Linked DNA regions of Mus musculus: regions 1, 2, 3, 5, 6 and 7 are each linked to region 4. A link is a contact called in public capture Hi-C and promoter capture Hi-C data. All regions are on one chromosome and are shown on one strand. The core of a region is the stretch at or near the end of the contact, and the rest is flanking DNA. Distances in the headings are between cores, read along the strand shown. Region 1 holds the start of Syn3 (synapsin III). Region 2 has its middle 22 kb from the start of 1700113H08Rik. Region 3 holds the start of 1700113H08Rik (RIKEN cDNA 1700113H08 gene). Region 4 holds the start of Gnptab (N-acetylglucosamine-1-phosphate transferase, alpha and beta subunits). Region 5 overlaps 1700113H08Rik (RIKEN cDNA 1700113H08 gene). Region 6 holds the start of 1500026H17Rik (RIKEN cDNA 1500026H17 gene). Region 7 holds the start of Actr6 (ARP6 actin-related protein 6).

Region 1 (2,700 bases), core at 79-2,578, 1.9 Mb after region 4:
TTCAGGTGAGAACAGTAGGGGCAAAGGGATTGCTTCTCCGGGGGCTGATTACTGTTTGTAGGCCTCTTTCATTATTCAAGGTTCATGCACAGAAATAAAAATGCTAAGTGGCACTGACCTCCAGGGCATGATGGAAGAATACCATTAATGGAAAAACCCTTGGTGATGTATACTGAGCACTGCTCAGCAAACACTGACCCTGCATTGAATCTGCACCTTTTCTTATATATAGTGCAATCAAACATAAGTACTCGTGCAGTAATTTGCCTGGCTTCTCTTCTAAACCTTTGTCCAACTCCTTCCTTCCTTAGAAACGGAAGGTTCTTTAGAATTCTTGTCCTGGCAAGAATTCCCCTTCCATTTTTCCAAGTACTTTTTCTGTGCACCTTTAACACCAGTGGTGTTTTTTTTTTAAATAACTACATTTATAGGTCTTTATATTGCAGCTAGAAATGGATGTGGTGTCACGTGTCTTTTAACTCAGCACTCAAGAGACAGAGGCAGGTGGACCTCTATGAGTTTGAGGCCAGCCTGGTCTACATAGTGAGTTCCAGGCCAGCCAGAACTACATAGAGAAACCCTGTCTCTAAAATCAAACCAAATACTGGAGGACAGAGAGCCTTAAAGGAGACCTGCTTTGAATTTCTGAGGGACCTTGAGGCATAGAAGTGACACATGAGACAGGGACCTGCCAAATATCCTCCCATTCTGTGCTGGTTAAGCTTTTCAATTGCCTTATTTTCCAATCTGTAATTTCTTTTAACCTTGTAGTCTTAATTCTCATCTCACAAATCTCCTCTATGGAGAGGCCTGGCATAGTCCCGACATCCCTTTTGTGTTCTCATTACACATCTCTATCAGTTTACAGCAAGCTGACATTATCTTTTGTTTGTGCACTTGTATGTAACCAACTCCTCCTCATGCCATCCCCAGCCAGGGTAAGAGCTTAGCTCCTTGTGCTTGTACTCCTATGACATTTGCTGACAGCTGACTCACTGGTCTCTCAGAAGCTCCTACTAAGGCCCAGGGAAGTCAGGTGACTTTCTCCAAGCTGGCTTCCTAGGATACTGAACTGCATTATTCACACTCCCTGAGGGGCATCTCAATCCTCCTGGGATGAAGAAAGATCGTCCACTTGGCCACTTGAGGCCAGCAACAGCAAAGCTTGCTTGCTCTAGCAACTTTCCCTACCTGGCTGGCGAGGGAAAGCCTAGAGACTGAGAAAGGAGGGGCTTGAGGGGCGGGCCTGGATGCAGGGCCCCTGTTGGCCCAGCCAATGGGCTCTCCGGCGTAGGGAGACCAGTCTGCCCAGAGGAGGCGCTCACGTACTGTGCAGGGCAGAGGCAGAGCGCGCAAGCTGCAGCGCTCCCGCAGATCCTGTAATTGGCGGCGCCAGTCCGAGGTACACACGGGCCACCGTAGCTGGCACTGTCGGTAAGCCAAGGCAAAGTGGAGTAGGTGGGTTTTCTGGCCTTAGGGAGCACTCACCCCGAATCCGAGCTGTTGGTGCGTCCTCGGGCAGTGCTACTTCCCCATAAGCTCTCTCTTTTGTTAGCCGAATGTTGATGCTGCATGTTGGTGGGGTGCAGGTGCTCCGTGAGCCCGGAGTGCCACCCTCCGGTCCCAGGCTGCTGCTGCCGGTCCCTAGCACTGGTCCCTGTAGAGTACCGGAACCCTGGGGCCCTCAAAGCTATGACTACTGAGGTATTCAACCCAACATCCAGACCTGTCCCGGAAAAGAGCTTCCTCTGGGAAGCTGAGACCACAACAGATACTGGTGCTCTGCACTGGATCCCAGCACCTGCTCTAGGCAGGTCCCTCAGGACCTGTTGCCTTGGGTCTGGGGCTCAGATCTGTTGCGCAGTCTTCTATTTCCAGCTATCCTGAGACGAAGGAAAAAACCTTGGAGGGTTTTCCTGGCCAGGCTAAGACTAACACTGCTGGAGCGCCCTGGTTATTTATTCATGACTTACTTGGCTGTAAGCCAGACACTATGCTCTCAGCTCTAGCGGCCTTAAAGGAATCTCAGGAGTTGCTGGGGCCTACCAGGGATGATAGGATAGGAGGGATTGCAGTGTGGTGTAGTGCAGACAGCAAGAGGTGGGTGGGTCGTGATGCAGCCTGGAAGACACACAGAGACTGGAGAGTTTGCCAGCCTGAGAGCTGTGGAATCAGAGGCATCAGGGACAGGAAGAATTTCAGGTAGATTTTCCCATGTGCAGACGAAAGAAGTGAAGAACTCAGAATCTCAGCTAATCAAACAGCAGATTGCACAGTAGAACCAGGACTTGCAGATGGGACCTAAACTGCAAGGTAGAAGGGGCTAGCCAAAAATGTACACAATCTAGAGATGCATGCAGCCTGACAAGTTTATCCTAGGACACGGGAGGCTGGGAAAGAATTCCAGCTGATCCCACAGCCACTCTGCTAGCTCTGTGGACAGTGACTGGAGCTGGCATCTTCAAGCTAGTAAGTTGTGAAAAGCTGGTTTTCAGGCAACGTGGCTGCAAATACTCTGGCCCCTTAAGGCTGACTATCTGACAGGGGCTCTGTAACCCTAGCTTCTGGGCATGAATTCAGGCAGGGAGATGCTGTCATGTGATGCTTGCTCCTGTCATTGTATTGGAAGCTGTGGCCTCTATCTTGTCATCGGGGATAGCCCTTGGGGAGTTGGATAGAGCATCTGTGCTCACTTTCTGA
Region 2 (2,700 bases), core at 157-2,656, 1.3 Mb after region 4:
ATTTCCTTTAACAAACAAGGATTCAACCGGAAGTGCCTTTCCTCAGAGCAGAATTCCTGAAATATTAATTTTTCTTTATCTCCTCTTTAAATGCCCTGGTACCTCAGCATCAGAGCCTCTCCCAGCTGACAGCTTTTGTGGCTAAGAATCATTTCCAGGCTTCTCAGATACAGGTTGCCAGGTAAACACACAGCTTAAACAATGGCCTGTTATCAGCAGACAGGCACTGAATTAGCCCAGTGAGCCACAGGTCTGGGCTGACAGCTGGAGATAGTCAGGGGTGGGAGATCTGCGAAGCTCTGCAGACTGCTGGGGTCCTGTTAGAGTGGATTAGTGAATCTGCATTCGGCTCACAGGAATCATAGCAGCTGTAATTTCAACCTGCAATTTGCAGACCCGATGCTTTTTTATTGTGGTCAGCTATTTGCACAGCGAGACAAAATCTCCCCCCTCGTGTGGTCATGGAAGTCTCACCATTGTTAAACGAGTGTTTCTGCATGCCACCCGTGGAAAGTAACCCACAAAAGTTCCCTCTGCAATCAATCGGTTTTTTTTTTTCTTTATTAGATCACAAACTTCCAGATTCTCCCCCCAAGGACCACAGAAGGGATCTTGGAAATCTCTCTTGTAGTTAGCTTGGTTTCTGTCAATACGTGAGCTTAAGGTACAAGTTATTAAGATGTATATTCTTATGTTAACTCGGGCTTTAAAAGTGCAAAGTCTCTCTGCAAATGGTGGATCCTGTATGGGATAGTCCCCTTCTCATAGGAGTTTTTTTGTGGAAGAGCCTCTGCATCAAGATGAGCAGCGCCAGGACCTCACGTTACCCGGAAGATGTGCGGAGACTCCCGGGGACAGCTCATCAGAATCCAACCTGTCAACAGCACATGGCCGGTCTGACTTATGAGGCGCGTCACGCGAGATTGTTTGGTATTCTGAAGAGGCAGTGGTGTATGTTGGGGGCCAAGGCGTGCAAGACACTTTGGGGTCTGCCAGACTTTCATTCCCTCCAGATCGCCCCCTGCCTCCCAGCAGGAGCTGACCCAGGCTTGGAAAAGGTTAACGAGCACAAACAGCCATCATTTGTGGCGAGTGGGAAAACCCCATGTGCTACCCAGCTTCTCTTTATGAGGCATGCGGGGTGGGTCTGCTCTGTTGTTCCATGGTTGGCACTGGGTAAATGCCCAGCGTGCTTCTGCTTGAGGGACTGGAAGGGCCTGTCTCCAGGACAGAGCCTAGGAAGAAGAAAAGAAGCCCACCCCATGCCATCAGTACCCTCCGTGTCTACAACTCGGGGGAAGCGAAGGGTGAAGGACGGAGGGACAAAAGTTGGGGACAGAATGACTCCGGAGGACTGAATACAGGCGTTCACCTAGACCTAATCGGTTCAAATGCTCTGTTTCAAACCCCATCTGCTTATCTCAAGCGAAGTTTGGGGACCGGCTCCTGTCCTATTGTGAGTCCATCATTTTGCAAATCTATTCCTGTCTACGCTCTCATTATAACAGATGTCAGCAGAGGAATCCGAGCTGTCAGGGAGCCGCCAGCCATGAAAAAGAGTAGCAGAGGCAATAGGCCAGGCAAACAAAACAAGTCGCCGCCACTGCAAGGGTAAACAGCAATGTTTGTCACAATATTTTCCCACATCGCCCAACAATTCCAAGAGATGGTGTTTTGCAAAGAGAAGGGGGAAAAAGTCACAGGAGCAATAATAAAGAAGCAGGATGGAGGCGTTGGATTCATCCTCAGTGGTGAACGCTATGTGCTGCCTAGGCCTACAATCAACTTTCTCTGTAGCAGAAATTAACATACGTCCAAGTCTCATGGCTTCTTCTCATATTAAGAACTCACAGCAGTTAAATTTTAGGTTGGGCAGCAATGAAAAGAGCTCAAGAATTCTGTGGTTTGGTGGTTTAGTTGGGGGTCTTCTACATCCCCCTAGGTCTCTCCCTTTTCTTTGACTAACCCTGGATTACCATCCTGGATGGTAATCAACAGGAGTTAACATCTTGCCTAATGCAAGGAGACTAGCTGGTGTAATTGCCAGCCTCTCCCTCTTGCTGAGTATTAAGCTAACCTGTGAGGCTACCTGCAGCGGGAGGCGATCAAGGGCTGTTATCCTCGATGAGGAGTTGGCTAAGCCAGGCTTTCTTGTCAGCAGAAAGCAAAGAACTGTGTTTGGGAACTGGACGTATTGAGATGCCTGGATTGTCTCCCAACTCCTGAACTCACTGGTTTGAGTGAGTCCTTTTCATTGCATTAGGTAAAGAATGGAAAGCAGGGAATTAAGTAGCGTTAGCATCCATCAAAACACACTAGTTGCTGGAATCCTCCACCCTCTGGGGGCCATTGGCTATGTCCTAGTCTCAGAATTACTGGAGTCAAGAAGCCATATCTGCCTCCCCAACCAGAAGTAAAGGCCACCCTCAGTTTTAATTCAAGAACAAAACCCTCACTGCACCTGCAAATGGAGCATCCAAAAGTAACCCAGGCTCTTGGAGTTCTTGTTGAAAAGCAGAAGAAAAATCACTGAGCGGGTCCACTAGCTCTTTAGAAATTTTAATTGACCCTAAATTTTAAAAGTGGGTTGAAACTCGGTGGCAAAGGGTTTGACAAGCAAGCGTGCGGCCCTGGTTTCGACAGCTTAGTGCCACAAACAAAATCGATTTAATAAATAAAGGGCAGCAAAACAATCATGCA
Region 3 (2,847 bases), core at 336-2,835, 1.3 Mb after region 4:
AATCAAGAAACAAGAAGTTTTCTGTACGTCTGCCCAACAGCCGCACTATGACATTAGTTTCGACAGCTCTGTGACCCGTATTGTCCCAACTTTATTCACTAGTCTCTCTTTCTCTTTCTTTTTCTGTTGCTTTTTTTAAAAAAAGCCTTTATTGGCATTTGGCATTTTTTATCTACTGTAAAATAAAAAGGAGAAGGATGGCTTTTTTTAAAGCACTCCGTGTGACAGTTAAAAAAAGAAAAAGAAAGCTATCTACAGTTACTGTAGTAATGGTTTAAAGGAGGGGGGTAAGCACCTGCAAATCAAAGAAAGATGCCGTGGTGCTGTCATCGGACTCCCCCTCCCTTTTCTTAAAGTTATTTCGTGGCCATTATAGAGTAGACCTGGCAATGAATTTATGTGACAGCTATGAAGTTAGTATTAAAATTGTGAATACTCCCTAGCAGTTTTCATGGCCTTACTATAAGATAGTCTCAATTTGCCACACAGCGGTGAATAGGGTACAGAAGGGGGTGTGTGTGTCTAATGAATGGGAGGAGGGTGGGTGAATGGGAGGGCTTCCCAGGAGGGGCAGCACAGTAGTCGCCAGAGAGTGATTTATTTTTGCCCTTCCAGAAAGGAAAGTCCGAAGAAGCAGCAGCCTGAAAGGCCCTGAAGCATTGATGATGGTGGGGGGGGGGGGCATGGGGGCGGGTCCGGGCGGGTGTCTTTACACATTTTACCATTCCAATGCCAGTTCTAGAAGCAGGGATCAAGGCTGGGCTGTGGTAAACCCATTCCTCTAGTCTTCCCAAATCAACCATGAAATGCCAGCAGGGAGCAAAGGTAGGGCCTGCTACTACTGAATGGGAGCAAGGCAAAAGAGGGAGAGTGTCAGCCTTGATCCACTCGGGGAGAGTTCGGAGAGAGATGAAGCGTGCTGGGTGTGAGGTGGGAGAACTCTTCAGAAGCAGGGAGGATTTAGAGAGGGCATTCAGAGGGAAAAAAATGAGGTGAAGTCACTGCAAAGAGCAAAGGGGCGTGCCCAGGGCGCACGGCCCCTCCCCAGACCCCTCCCCCGACCCCTATTAGCATGCGGGCAGCGCGGGCCACGGGGCGGGGGCGGCGCAGTGGGATCACAGCGCTGGGCGCTTTGTGGGCCGCGCTCGCCTCCACGGGGGACCATCTGCTCGCTGTCAATGCATCACCTGCTCGTCTGGGCTGTCGCCCGGGCAACCGAGGGCGGGGGAGATTAAGGAGCGTGTGCGTCTTGGTGTGGGTACTGGCTGTAGGGGCGGGGGCTGGGCACAGCTCTGTCCTCCTCCACTCTGAGACTGGTCAAGCCGGATGGAGGGGGACGGGGTGACGACCACCAGGAGCGATCAGGCTCTGCTGCTCGCAGCCCCACGGCCCCTCCCGAGAGCCACCCCTACCAGAGGTGGCTGGAGTCTATAGAAGCCAAAAACACGGGGTTCTCTTCAAAGCAACCTACCTCCTCTGTGACCAGACAAGACCCACGACTTGTCTTCTGCCTGTCTACCTGCAGCTGCAGAAGCCCTATCCTGTGCCCGCCGCTGCCTTCCAAACGAGTTGGCCCCACACTGCCCCACCCTTATGGACACCTCCGGGCACCGTTCCGAGAGCCCCTCAGTCTCCCGGCAACCACAATGGGACCAGCATCGCAAGTGGACCCTGCCCCGCCCTGCCACCAAAGTCAAAGACAGTGACCACATACATCTCTTCTCCGAATCTGCTCTGCCACCCAGCCCCAAGCCCTGGACAAGCCTTCAGCTTAAAAAGATGAGCATTACTTGATTATCTTTTGTTAACAAGTTGGTTTTTCACAAAGGAGGTAGTTCTAGGGGTTATGGAGGGATTTTATTTTTTACTGAAGTCCCCTACCAATCTAGGCCTCTCCCTTGAATCCCAAGTAAAAGGAGAATGGTGCTGCAGCCAACAGCAGGGGGCATAGCTATGCCATAGATGGGAAGAGTGCCCTTTTCCCTCTTTGAGCCATAGTCTCAAATTTCTTGAAAGTTCAGAAACTTTCAAGTAATTCTATTCCAACCAGGCAAGGATTTAGCTGTGCCCACAAAGGCAGTTCACATCTGCCTGGGGATTTTATTCAGCTCGGCAGAAAAAAAAAAAACACACACACACACACACACAAAAAAAAACCCTATGAATGCTGTGTAAGGTTCCATGGACTGCAACCCAAGCCAAGGTCTAGGTTTAGGTTTGATTTTGCTTTGGGTTTTGAATTTGGATAGCGATGGTTGGATTTTTGAAACAATGTTTCATCTGTTTGCTAACACATACTGGCCTCAAACTCACTAACCAAGTGTGGCACTGAGTGCATTGTGTAGCTTAAGCTAGCCTGGAACTCACCAGTCTTCCTATCTGATTACCCACATGGGAACCTAATGCCGGCAACTAGTTAAGATTTTGTTTGTAGGCAGTGTCTAATAAATTCAAAACAAGGTTCTAAAGCCAGGAATCCCAGCACTCCTTGTGAGGTAGAGGCAGGCAGATCTCTGAGTTCAAGGCCAGCCTGGTCTATAGAGTGAGTTCCAGGATAACCAGAGTACACAGAGAAACCCTGTCTTGAAAATCAAAAACACAAACAAAATGTGTGTGTGTGGTGGGGGGAGAAGTGGTTTTTGTTTCTAATACTTAAAATACTCTTAAAACAAATCCAAAAGCAGGCATAAAGACTTACAACTCTAATCCCAGGTTTTACAAGGATGAAGCAGAAAAATCTCTAAGTTCCAGGTCAGCCTAGGCTATGGATCAACAACAAAACAAGTCAAAAGACCAGGTTAGACTCTGGATGATTCTGAGCTGTTGCTCCCAGAAGCACTTAGACAA
Region 4 (2,700 bases), core at 175-2,674:
GAGACCATTCCAAACTCTTTGAAAGCGCATGTTTTCTTCCTGTCTCCAGGGGCAGTGTTCTGTTGAATGGCACACTTGTGCCCATTCATTTCTGACCTGCTCATACCCCTTTGCACACTTAAGATGGCGAAGACTGTACTAGACTACCCAAGAATCAAATAACTGAAATTTAAACTGAAGAGTAATGGCAGTCCCCAGAACGTTCAAGGTATGTCTCCAAAGGAGCATAAAATTCATTTAACCTGGCTGCTCACACCTCCCAAACCGGTTGTCTGTGCTCTTTGAAGAGTTTACAGTCTAATCAAACTGCTTCACTGCACATCAATTAAACGCAGTTCTCAGTCCAAGAAGGACCAGCGACTTGATCTAAAAAGTATTAGCATAGCCCATGACGCAAGGGTGGGTCTGTGCTGGCTCTCAAGAGGTCCGGGGCTGGAGTCCAAGATCCGCAGGCAGTCCTAGTCACCTGACAAGGGCCCTACTCTGAGATAAGCACTTGGTGCTTCCCATCAGCGTGTGCATTCTCACTAGTAAGGCCTCCAACCCGCTGGCATGCAGCTGTACAAAACAGCAGAGCCATTATGAAAAAGGAAAAAAGTTAATTTAAAAAAATCTCCCTTTCACTCTGCAAAATTCACATGCAAAACGGCGCAAAATTCACATGCAAAACGGCGCAAAATTCACATGCAAAGCCGCGCATGCCTCTAAGACAAAGTCTGCGATCCAGAAGAAACAGAAGATAAGGTGTTTTGTCAACGGTGAAGGACTAGTAGGGTGGCACCGCAGGACTGGATCCTACGGAGAGCCAGGGAATGAAGGATCACTACAGAAAAATACAAACCCTAGGAGAGAGTTTCACCAGCGCAAGGCCTTAGAGCCAAAATCAAATGGCCAGAGGACTCTTGGGGACACCCTGCAGAAGGAAGGGGATCCATGCGCACGCTGAAGCACGCGAGGCCCGGACGTCCAGTCCAGCTGCTGCAGGCGAGCCGGGGAGAGGATGCACGCTCAGCGCCTGGGACTAGTGGGCCGTGTGCTGGTCCCCAGGCTGCAGGGAAGATGGGGAGGCAGAAGGGAGATTCGGGGTGCCGGCACCGCGGGGCTCAATCGGGGAATGCTGCGCACGCGGCTCCGGGGCTCGGGCTCCGCTACTCACCTCTCCGAACTGGAAAGCCGAGACGATGGTGACAACGACGCCCACGAAGCAGACGTAGAGCCCATACCTGTGGGATAGGCAGGTATAGGTCTGTCTCTGCAGGAGCTTAAGCAGCATCACCCCGGCCCCGCCACCCCACGCCAGGAGGAGCCCGCGCCGCGCCACCGCCTCAGCGAGCCGCCATTCAGGGGCCCCCGGACGCGCCGCCGCGCTTAGCTCACAGCCCCCGGCTGCCGCACATTGTCGCTCCGGCGACCGACGGCCCGCTGGGCTCCACGCCGCGGCCGCCGCTTCCGGGAGCCCGGAGCCCACGCCCTCGGCGCGGCGGAGGCGGACCCAGGGCCCGCAAGGCGCCCGGCGCCACCCGGGGTTGGCCTCGGAGAGGCGGCGGCGAGTCGCCAGCGCCACCTAGAGGGCGGAGGGGCAAGGGCAGGCGCGCGCCCTCCCATCTGCGCGTGCGCCGTGGGCCCTGCCCTTTGGGCCCTCTGCCTTCTGCACGGTGGGACCCACCCAACCAACAGGTAAGCGACCCGGGCTGTCCCCTGCAGTGTGCCAATGGGCAATCCTGATGAACCAAAAAAACACAGCTCCTGCCTCAAGTTTATCTTCGAAAGAAAATTTGAAAGATCGTGGCTAGGGAATGCATATTCGGCTTGTCCCAAATGACATAATCTACTCTAGACGTTCGTACACGAGGTTTAATTGGTTTTGGAAAAACAAAAGTCACTAATCGGGCATTTATCAAAAAAAATTTTTTGAGGTCACAGGTAGGCTGATTGTGGCAAAGCAGGGAAAACTAACGGATTTAGTTACTATCTGAAGCCTTAGCTTTTGATAGGTAATCAATCTGCTTATAAGTTTGTGTATGCAGGGGAACTCGCACGCGTGCGCGTGTGTGTGAGTGCGTGTGCGTGTGCGTGTGTGTGTGTGTGTGTGTGTGTGTGTGTGTGTGTGAGTGTATGGTGAGGGTCACTTGTTTCTGTCCTTCCATGCTGCGGGTTCAAGGAACTGAAGTCAGGCTTGGCATCACCTTAACCTGCTGAGCCATTTCAGAAACCCTTTCAAATACAACTGGGTAGTATAGCTATTGAATTGGCATTGTTAATTATAAAAAATTTTAAAAAGGAACTGGAGTGTTATAGAGAACTAACTAAGTTTTCGGGTCAAATTCACTTGGAGAATTGTTTGGGCCTACCTGGGTCTTTTTGTGTGGGGGTGGGGTGGGAGTGGGGAATTACCCTCATTACACGGCATACTCTCAAATGCAGTGTCTACCACAGTGCATACCTGTTGAGCACTTGGGACGTTGAGGCAAGAAGGTTATGAGTTCAAAGCCAACCTGGTCTTGGTAGTGAGACCTTGTCAATAAACAAAAGAAAATTAAAATGAAACCCCTCACTTTCCTACTTTGTTTCATTCGTCTAGTCCTCAACTTATCCTCTTTCTTCTGAAGCTTTCGTTGGTTTTGTTGGTTGGTTTGGGAATTATTAGGTTTTGTTTTGCTTGGTGGGGGGAGGGTGGGAAGGGGAGGGGACAGGAGTGGG
Region 5 (2,700 bases), core at 90-2,589, 1.3 Mb after region 4:
ACAACTGAGTGTGTAAGGTATATGTGTGTGTGTGTGTGTGTGTGTGTGTGTGTGTGTGTGAGTGTGTGTGTGTGTGAGTGTGTGTGAATGTGTGTGTGTGTGTGTGTGTGAGTGTGTGTGTGTGTGAGTGTGTGTGAATGTGTGTGTGAGTGTGTGTGTGAGTGTGTGTGTGTGTGTGAGTGTGTGTGTGTGTGTGTGTGTGTGTGTGTGTGTGTGTGTGTGTGTGTTAGAATGTCATCTGGATGTCTGTTCTGTTCTAACTAAAATTTGTATTTATTAAGGGGCATGTATGGTTATAAAAACTAATACAGAATTCTGTAGAAAAGAAATGGAGATGGTTAAAAAGTATTTCTGACTCCGATAGATTTTCAAGTTGACCTGTTGAGCTTATAAGACATTCAGAATATATCAGAATCTTGAATAAACTAGAAGGTTTAGTATATCAGGAAGTCGGGAGGGGTGAGTAGCATATAACACAGGCAGAGTTTCATATATGAGGAAATACACCTTTCCACACACACACCGGGGTGGGGGAGGGGTGAGTTTAAAAATCTAGTGACAGACAGCATTGCTACAGAGAGGCTCCGATGGATAAGTTTCAATGAAACTCTGTAGGAATGATGGTTTCATGGACCTAAGACACTCCTGAAGCTAAAGAAAGCACTCCACATCTCTGGTGCATCCTACCCATGAAATCGGAATGAATTCACTCATATAACACGCTGTGTTTATGACTATGTGTAACAGTGATCTTGGGGTCTGCTTTGTAGAGCACAAAGATAGTTAGCCCTAACCTAACAACTCTATGCACTGGGCACTCCACTAAAGGTATCTTTCATTCCCTACTTTGCATTATCATGTTTAATTTTAAGATGGTGACCCTGAGAATTACAGAAACCTCTGCTTTACCATTCTGTTCCCTGAGCACCATGCTTTAGAGCAGTCTGTCTCGCTGAGGCAGATATATATTTGCATACTAGTTACATAAAAGATATTACAACTACTATGTACAAGGACAGCAGATTCATTTTAGTTTTCCATTATTTTAGTAAGAAAGGAGCCGTACCCTTCCATCCCCCACTCTTAAATTTGGACACATCTGTATCTTCCCCTCTTCACTCTGCCACCCACATCTTTTTAGGCCACTATACCAAAGCACCAGGTTAAGAACAATCTGAGTATATAAATTAATCTTCTCAACAGTTAGGAGAAAGTCAACATTGAATGTGAACTAAAAACGAAAGCAATATAAATGCAACTTCTCTTTTCTGCCCCTGAAATGTGAACACGACTGAGTAGTTTTAACTGGAAAGCCCCCTCGCCTCACTATGGCAACCGTCTGAGTGTTGGAAGTGACCCAAATCTGAATAACTAGCTTGGACGGAGCTGTGTCTCTTGTCTCCTCAGTCTCCCTCATTCCACTTTCCAAAAACAACCTGGATCGACCTTCTAAGGGAGAGTCCGAATTCATATCACTTGCCCTGCTCAGAAATCACAAAGGCTTTCTCAACACCTCTCATCAGCATGAAGGGTGACTCCTTTATCCAAACCACTCTCTCAACCTTGGCCAGCATTCTCCCGTCCAAATACAATAACCAACCTTCTCACAAGCCCCACCGCCCCCTCTAGTCTCCACACTTCCCCAGTGTGGGGCATGCACAATCTTTCCTTCAACTCTCATCTTTCTTTAACTGCCTCAAGGTCCTAATCATAATGATCCAAGACATATTTACAGAGACACTGGGGTGTCAGTCCGTGCTGATAATTAGGCAAGGTGATCACAATATCAATACGAGCCTGGGCAACGCAGTGAAACCATGTTTCAAAAAACAAAAACCAAGCACCAGAACAAAAAGGAGTCGGAGAGATGGCTCAACAGTTAGAAGTGCTGCTTTCTCCAGAGGACTTGGGTTCGATTCCCAGAATCCCCATGGCAACTCACAGCCATTCCATAGCTTCAGTTCTAGGAGATCTAACACCCTCTTCTGTCCTCAGCATACAGCAGGCATGCATGCAGTGCGTAGACACGCAATGGACACAAAACACCAATGCATATAAATAAAAATAAATAAATCTATTGTTAAAATAAAAGCACTAAATAAATCAGGCTTTGAGCACTTTGAGAAGAAAGATAGCCTTATCTGCTCTTAGAATCCTCCCAATAAGGAGAAAACTTTGTACTGAATAGAACCTACATAAGATATATTGAATAAGGGAATTGTGGTATTGACAATGGTGTTGTTGGGAAAGAGGATAACAAATGAATATATAAATGGGTGGATACTTGAATACTTACTTATTTGGATGGAGAAATGAATGGTGTCATTGCATAATAAATATCCAAGTGACAGGGGCTACATTGAATCAAATTCTGAAATAGAGCATCAGTTAGGTGTATAACTCTGAGCTAATTCAGCTTTGTTCACAGTGATATTTGAAGTCAACTTGCTTCCTCTGTCTTATAACCAAGAGCTATTTATCCGCTCACACAAAATCGTGTTAATTAGTGACAACCCAGATCTAATTCTTGAGAACCATATATCTAAAAACTCCTTTGACCGACTGAGAAAATAGTTTTTCTCAATAGTTATTTTTTAATAGAGTAATCTTTATATCTGTGGAAAATACAGGTTTTGGAGCCATTCATCCCTAAGCATGGTTCTCTTGCTCTCCACAGCCACACCATGAAATCCAGACCCC
Region 6 (2,797 bases), core at 104-2,603, 1.3 Mb before region 4:
ACCTTGTACAATCACTGCTATCATCTAACCCCAGGCCATTTTATCACTCCAAAAAAGAGACTCATGTTTAGTAGAGATAAACTAGTTCCTCCTACCCCAGTAAAATATGAAATTAAAGCATGTAAGAAAGAAAAAGTTGAAATATAGAGAACATGATTTCTAGATGTTTTGTGTGCAGAATACAAGAATCTAAGCCTTTCCTTTCTTGACCACGAAGAACTAGAAGTAACATTACCAACACATAACTTATAAGATGCTCTTGGCAAAAGGACAGAAATAAAAGTCCACCCTTCTGGGGCTGGAAAGAGAAGGCTCAGCTAGTGAGATGATAACTTTCTAAGCATGCAGATCTAAGTTGGATCTCCTGAACATACATTAAAAAGCCAGGCTTGGTGGTGGGTGCTCCTAATTTCACAGCTGAAGAGATAAGAGAAAGGCAAAGCACCAGGTTCTATTTAGAGACCTTGTCTCAAAAACATGGACAGCTCCCCAGGAACAACTCCTAAGGCTAACCTCTAGCCTCGAGCTTTTCTGGCGTGTGTACATACAGCTGTACCTACACAAACATGTAAACACACCACACAAACATGTACACACACATACACACACACCCCATAATCCTCTTCCCTCTTCTCTTCCTCCCCCTCCTCCAATTCTTCTTGTAATAGAATCTACCCTATTACCCATCTTAAGACATTTTAACCTGAACCAGGGACAGAGCAGAGACAGGAGAGGCAGGGTTAGGGTTAGTTAGGGTGGTAGTAGTCCTACTACTATGTACGGGTTACTTGGATGGATAGCAGGGAGACAGAGGCTGTGCCCAGTTTCACCTAGGTATATTTTTCAGAACAATTTACTTCTTTCATTAAGCACGTAAGATAAATAATCTTTGTTGCTCTAATTGTGGAACTGTGGCACCGGGGTTATCTGAGAATGTCTTAGAAACGCAGAGCATCCGATCCTACTTGTGCAGCAGAATCTGCACTTTAACACGGCCCTGTGTGAGAAGCACGGCTTTTCTAGGTTCTAAGGTCACTTAGCAGAAAGTCAGAGAAAGCTGAGTCCTATGTAATCAGTCACTAGACCAGCAAGGGCAGGTGGCCTGGGAAACAGAAAAGGGGAGGGGCCTCACAACCAGAGCTGCAGTGTCCAGCCATCAAGTCACTGTCAGTCATCTCCAATATACATTTGGTTACCTGTCCTCATTATCTTGGAGAATCCCCTTCTATGGTTCCAGAAACTCGGGCTTCCTAGCCTGGGGCCCCGGAAAGCTGGTCTTGCCCGCGAAGACTAGTGATCAGAGTCACAGGTACGGCTGTCAGCAGAGGCCCGGGCTGGCTCCACCCCCGCCCCGGGAGCCCCGCCTCACTCCGCCTCGGGGAGGGCGGAGGGAAGCCAAGCCTTACCCTTCCGAACCGCCCGGAAGTGACGTCATGCAGGAGCGGGCAGGTCTTTCGGTGCTCTTCCCCCTACCGTGCTCTTCTTCCCTAGTCCCTTCCCTCCCTTCCCCCTTTACTCCTCGATCTCGGGGTTCTGCGGACTCGGGGGTGACGGAGGAGATGGAGTAAGCGTTCGGTGGCGGCCAGGAGCGCGGCCCGAGCAGTCACAGCCCGGAGGCATTGAGGGAGCCGGCGGGGGACCGGCCCCAGCACCGCCCCTCCAGGTAGCCGGCTGCGAGGTGAGTGACCTGTCTCGGGCACCGGGCGACCTGGGTCTGCGGCCAGCTTGCGGGCTACGGGTCTCCCCGGGCCTCCCGGCTGCTACTGTTGCCTAGTGACGGGCCGGGTCGGGCGGGCTGGCGGTGGGTGGCCCGGGAAGCCGGATCCAGGTAGCGAGAAGCGGGAGGGAGCGGATCTCAGAGGCCGGTGACTCTGGGCGAGGCCTTCGGGCGACGGGAGCCCCGCTGCCTGGGTCATTCTGCTGCTGGGAGAGTCCCCAGAGCTGGCGCAGGAGCTCGGGTTTCCGCCGTGGAGATCTCCGTATCCTTTTGGGAAATTGGACAGTGCTCCGGGACTGCTGAGACAGCCCCCCTCGTTTCTGATACTTGGTTCCGATAGCTGGGGTCACCGGCTAAGGCCCTGCACTTCGGACGCCTTTCTCTGATGGTAGTTGTCTTTCTGGACTGGACGGTTATTGTGTGTGTGAGGTGGGTGGGGCAGATAAGGTTTGAGAGAAAGAAATCCCCATGGGGGCTCCAGTGCGCCTGTTTAAGCTACAGAAAAAGGTTTAGACAGATAAAGCTTGCAGAAACTTCTTGGGATTCGCATGGACGCGTTACCTGTGATCAGTAATTAAGGACACACAGTGTTTCCCTTTCTCAACAGGATTGAAGAGACTCCAGACCAGCTCCTTAAAGTGATTTTGATTGTAAATTATCAGCTAGAGGTTTTTCTTTGCACATCAAAACCAGGGATTGTGTGATGACACTTTGAAACGCCGTATTTAAGTTTTCTGAGTCGTGCGCCTCTGTTCAGAGAAAGCAATTTAACAAAGATGCTGTAAGTCAGTCAGCCATTACAAAACCCAAGCAGTTCTGGTGTTTGCTTGGAAGATTCTTTTTCGACTTTGAAGGCTTTCCCCTCCTTAATAAAGGTTGGAGGAGAAGGGGATTGTGGTTATGCAAAGGAAAGGAGCCTAACTGAACACATAGAGCTTTATTCTGTTCAGATATACCTACGCACATGTGAAGATCATTCATTTTGTCTGTCAGAGACGATTACATATGTAATACAGATGTGTTGTAATTCCATACAGTAGGACATTGCTATACAAATACATTCTATATTTGGGAATTAAA
Region 7 (2,700 bases), core at 83-2,582, 1.4 Mb before region 4:
GCTGGCCTTGAACTCAGAAATCTGCCTGCCTCTGCCTCCCAAGTGCTGGGATTAAAGATGTCCGCCACCACCGCCCGGCTTAGTTTAAACATTTTTTTTAAGATTTATTTATTATTATACATAAGTACACTGTAGCTGACTTCAGATGCACCAGAAGAGGGTATCAGATCTCATTACAGGTGATTGTGAGCCACTATGTGGTTGCTGGGATTTGAACTCAGGACCTTCGGACGAGCAGTCAGTGCTCTTATCCTCTGAGCCGTCTCTCCAGCCCGCTTATATGTTTTTAATGTCATAGTCACAGTTTAAAATTAGAAGGCCACACTCTCATCTCTTTATCTCCTGGAGTTTTAAACACTAGTTAATACGTGTAAAGAAAGTGAAACAGCTTACTCTCTCTTTTTTTTTTTTTTTTTTGTTTTGGTTTTGGTTTTTTTGAGACAGGGTTTCTCTGTGTAGCTAACTTACTCTTAAGCATGGCTGTGTATTCATTTATATCAGATTCATTACCCGAGATTATTTTGTAGCAGAGTCTACATTCCAATCAAAACATTTTGAGAGAGACTCTCTGTATCGTGTATGTCTGGCTGTCCTACGTAAACCAGGCTGGTTTTGAACACCCAGAGAGCCACCTCCCTCTGTCTCCCGAGTGCTGGGATTAAAGGCGTGTACCATTACGCTCAACTCCAAAACTTTTTCTTAACATTATGAAACACAAGCTCTCCGTTGTACAGAAACACCCAGGAACGATATCTAATTCCAGGAGTCAGAGCAGACAAGGAACATGTCAGATGTCAAGAAGTCCTTTGTAGATAGGATACATAAATAAGTAGCGGAGAACAAGCAGGGGGATTCGTTGGGGAATGTGCAAATAAGTTAAAGCACAACGCAGATAACAACACAGCCCATACATAATTTATTGTGACCAAATTCTATAACCTGATGACGAGTGCCAAGAAATGAAGGTGAGGCTGAAGAGACTTCGTATCCAGTTCCACGATGCGTATGGTTTCATACTCAATTCTTCAAGGCTCGGAGTGTCTTAACAACTCTAATCAGATACACGCACACGCAGCCCACCAAAGGGCTCACAAAAAGCTTCCACTCGCCAATGTGCGCAGTAAAGAAAATCAAAAGAAATAAAGTACTTAGCAGTTTCTACTACGGAATGTCGCTGCCACCGAAAATCGATGCATTTGAAAACTGGATACAAGCACAGGAAGGGCTGCTCCGCTGCTCGACTTCTGGCGTACTCCGTTGTCAGGGTAACCGGAAGTTTACGCCACGGCCACGCCCCCATCGACCATAGAGTACCGGAAGAAGCCTGAGCAGAGGAGATTCAAACAGTGGGAAAGCGACTCCGCTGCAGCGTGGTGCGTGCCGAAATGACGACCCTAGTTCTGGATAATGGAGCTTACAACGCCAAAATCGGTTACAGCCATGACAGTGTCTCGTAAGTGGTCGTCGTTCCCGAGGGACAGGACACGTACGCCTTTTAACTTGACAGACTATGCTTTCCGATTTGCGTGATCCACAGACGCCATCGCGCGCCTCCAGCCTCAGTCGGGGGATGCTCAGTTTCGAGCTGGGTTCGTTGGTTGGTTTGATGCTTTGAACTGAAATTGACTTTGATTTTTTGTTTGAGGCCGCGGGGCTGCGGAAGTGAATGTATGTTCCGTTTGGTAACGGGAAATAGGCTTCTCGAGATTGACTGAGGAGACTAAAGTTTATGAAATTTCAGAAATAGTGGGCAACGTTTCGCCTTTAGGGGAACACGATTATAGGTTTTCATCGGATCCTCAAAAGGTTCAATGCCCCCCAACCTCCCAAATAGTAAAACCCACTTCATTAGAGTCCAGGGAGTTTGAAGGCATTGGGGAACCAAGTTGAATAACCTGGTTGGTAAAGTCAGGAACGCTACGGTGGCATCTTAAGATGTGTTTTATAAAATGTATGTTTGAATAAATAGTAGACTTTCACAGTGCTAGAACTGAAATCTAGGACTTTGCGTAGGTAATTAGTACCTTCCCACAGAGCTACACCCCCTGCTGCCTTGCAGCACAGCGTGTAATCCAGGATGACCTTGAATTTAAGATCCTCCTGCCTCCACCTCCTGGTTGCTAGGATTACAGCTGAGGGCCACTACTTCAGAACTCAGTGGGCATTTGACTGAATTTTTTTTTTTTAATGCTATGTTGAACTCTTGCACGGTGGACAAGCACAACATTACTTCTTAGCCCAGCCCATATGACCAGATTCTCATATGACCAGATTCTCACAGCTTTAGTGGTGATGGAAGCCATTTATATATAAGGCTTCCACATAAGTTTTTTTTTTCCTCATTAAGAACTAGGTACATGGGGCTGGAGAAATGGCTAACCCGCTCATTCTGCTCTTCTAGAGGGCCTACGTTCAATTCCCAGCACCTACATGGCCGCTAACAACTGTCTGTAACTCCTCTCTTTCTCTCTCTCTCTCTCTCCCTCTCTCTCTCTCTCTCTCTCTCTCTCTCTCTCTCCCTCTCTCTCTCTCTCTCACATACACACACACACACACACACGGTGCACAGACATACACGCAGGAAAAATACCTGTGCACATAAATACATAAATAAACAGATGCATGTAAATACATATAGAACCAGATTTTCTGTTTTGTTTTTAATGTGCTGGAGAATGAATTATGGGCCTAGGACATGTT

What was found. Promoter capture Hi-C pulls out the DNA fragments that hold promoters and counts their contacts. Capture Hi-C pulls out chosen DNA fragments and counts their contacts.
Region 1: a promoter capture Hi-C map of liver shows a contact between it and region 4, with 7 times the contacts expected there. The contact joins the promoter of Syn3 here to the promoter of Gnptab in region 4. A contact is called at or near these places in 3 of 39 promoter capture datasets (liver and pre-B cells) and 1 of 115 datasets of contacts at active chromatin or transcription factors (astrocytes).
Region 2: a promoter capture Hi-C map of hippocampal neurons shows a contact between it and region 4, with 6 times the contacts expected there. The contact joins the enhancer-like site here to the promoter of Gnptab in region 4. A contact is called at or near these places in 4 of 39 promoter capture datasets (hippocampal neurons, liver, pre-B cells and 1 more) and 4 of 115 datasets of contacts at active chromatin or transcription factors (astrocytes, embryonic forebrain, extraembryonic endoderm stem cells and 1 more).
Region 3: a contact with region 4 is called in a capture Hi-C map of embryonic stem cells, with 6 times the contacts expected there. The contact joins the promoter of 1700113H08Rik here to the promoter of Gnptab in region 4. A contact is called at or near these places in 1 of 39 promoter capture datasets (hippocampal neurons), 2 of 115 datasets of contacts at active chromatin or transcription factors (embryonic forebrain and pancreatic cancer cells) and 1 of 9 other capture datasets (embryonic stem cells).
Region 5: a contact with region 4 is called in a promoter capture Hi-C map of pre-B cells, with 4 times the contacts expected there. The contact joins the enhancer-like site here to the promoter of Gnptab in region 4. A contact is called at or near these places in 4 of 39 promoter capture datasets (cranial neural crest, hippocampal neurons, liver and 1 more) and 2 of 115 datasets of contacts at active chromatin or transcription factors (astrocytes and large pre-B cells).
Region 6: a contact with region 4 is called in a promoter capture Hi-C map of pre-B cells. The contact joins the promoter of 1500026H17Rik here to the promoter of Gnptab in region 4. A contact is called at or near these places in 2 of 39 promoter capture datasets (hippocampal neurons and pre-B cells) and 1 of 115 datasets of contacts at active chromatin or transcription factors (extraembryonic endoderm stem cells).
Region 7: a promoter capture Hi-C map of pre-B cells shows a contact between it and region 4. The contact joins the promoter of Actr6 here to the promoter of Gnptab in region 4. A contact is called at or near these places in 5 of 39 promoter capture datasets (the C10 cell line, HPC-7-derived erythroid cells, liver and 2 more), 1 of 484 Hi-C or Micro-C datasets (embryonic stem cells) and 1 of 9 other capture datasets (adipose tissue).

The regions. Positions count from the first base shown.
Region 1 is chr10:86,497,524-86,500,223 of GRCm38.p6, reverse strand. It overlaps Syn3 (synapsin III), which reads left to right and starts at 1,328. Exons shown (of 14, transcript NM_013722.3): 1 at 1,328-1,434.
Region 2 is chr10:87,034,832-87,037,531 of GRCm38.p6, reverse strand. No RefSeq gene overlaps it. Among named protein-coding and RNA genes, the nearest start is that of 1700113H08Rik, 22 kb to the left of the region's middle. Within about 2 kb of position 1,406, at least 15 of the 459 cell types and tissues checked have an H3K27ac peak or open chromatin away from gene starts, as enhancers often do. A contact at or near this core is called in hippocampal neurons, where this site is marked.
Region 3 is chr10:87,056,784-87,059,630 of GRCm38.p6, reverse strand. It overlaps 1700113H08Rik (RIKEN cDNA 1700113H08 gene), which reads right to left and starts at 1,585. Exons shown (of 6, transcript NM_029685.1): 1 at 1,472-1,585.
Region 4 is chr10:88,377,992-88,380,691 of GRCm38.p6, reverse strand. Gnptab (N-acetylglucosamine-1-phosphate transferase, alpha and beta subunits) reads right to left here and starts at 1,424. Exons shown (of 21, transcript NM_001004164.3): 1 at 1,157-1,424. The coding sequence starts at 1,273. Gm40733 (predicted gene, 40733) reads left to right here and starts at 1,628. Exons shown (of 5, transcript NR_168608.1): 1 at 1,628-1,677.
Region 5 is chr10:87,106,355-87,109,054 of GRCm38.p6, reverse strand. The region is part of intron 2 of 1700113H08Rik (RIKEN cDNA 1700113H08 gene); the gene reads right to left. Among named protein-coding and RNA genes, the nearest start is that of 1700113H08Rik, 50 kb to the right of the region's middle. Within about 2 kb of position 1,339, at least 51 of the 459 cell types and tissues checked have an H3K27ac peak or open chromatin away from gene starts, as enhancers often do.
Region 6 is chr10:89,684,919-89,687,715 of GRCm38.p6, reverse strand. It overlaps 1500026H17Rik (RIKEN cDNA 1500026H17 gene), which reads right to left and starts at 1,353. Exons shown (of 3, transcript NR_130956.1): 1 at 1,197-1,353. It overlaps Scyl2 (SCY1-like 2 (S. cerevisiae)), which reads left to right and starts at 1,422. Exons shown (of 18, transcript NM_198021.3): 1 at 1,422-1,678.
Region 7 is chr10:89,730,927-89,733,626 of GRCm38.p6, reverse strand. Actr6 (ARP6 actin-related protein 6) reads left to right here and starts at 1,332. Exons shown (of 11, transcript NM_025914.3): 1 at 1,332-1,453. The coding sequence starts at 1,386.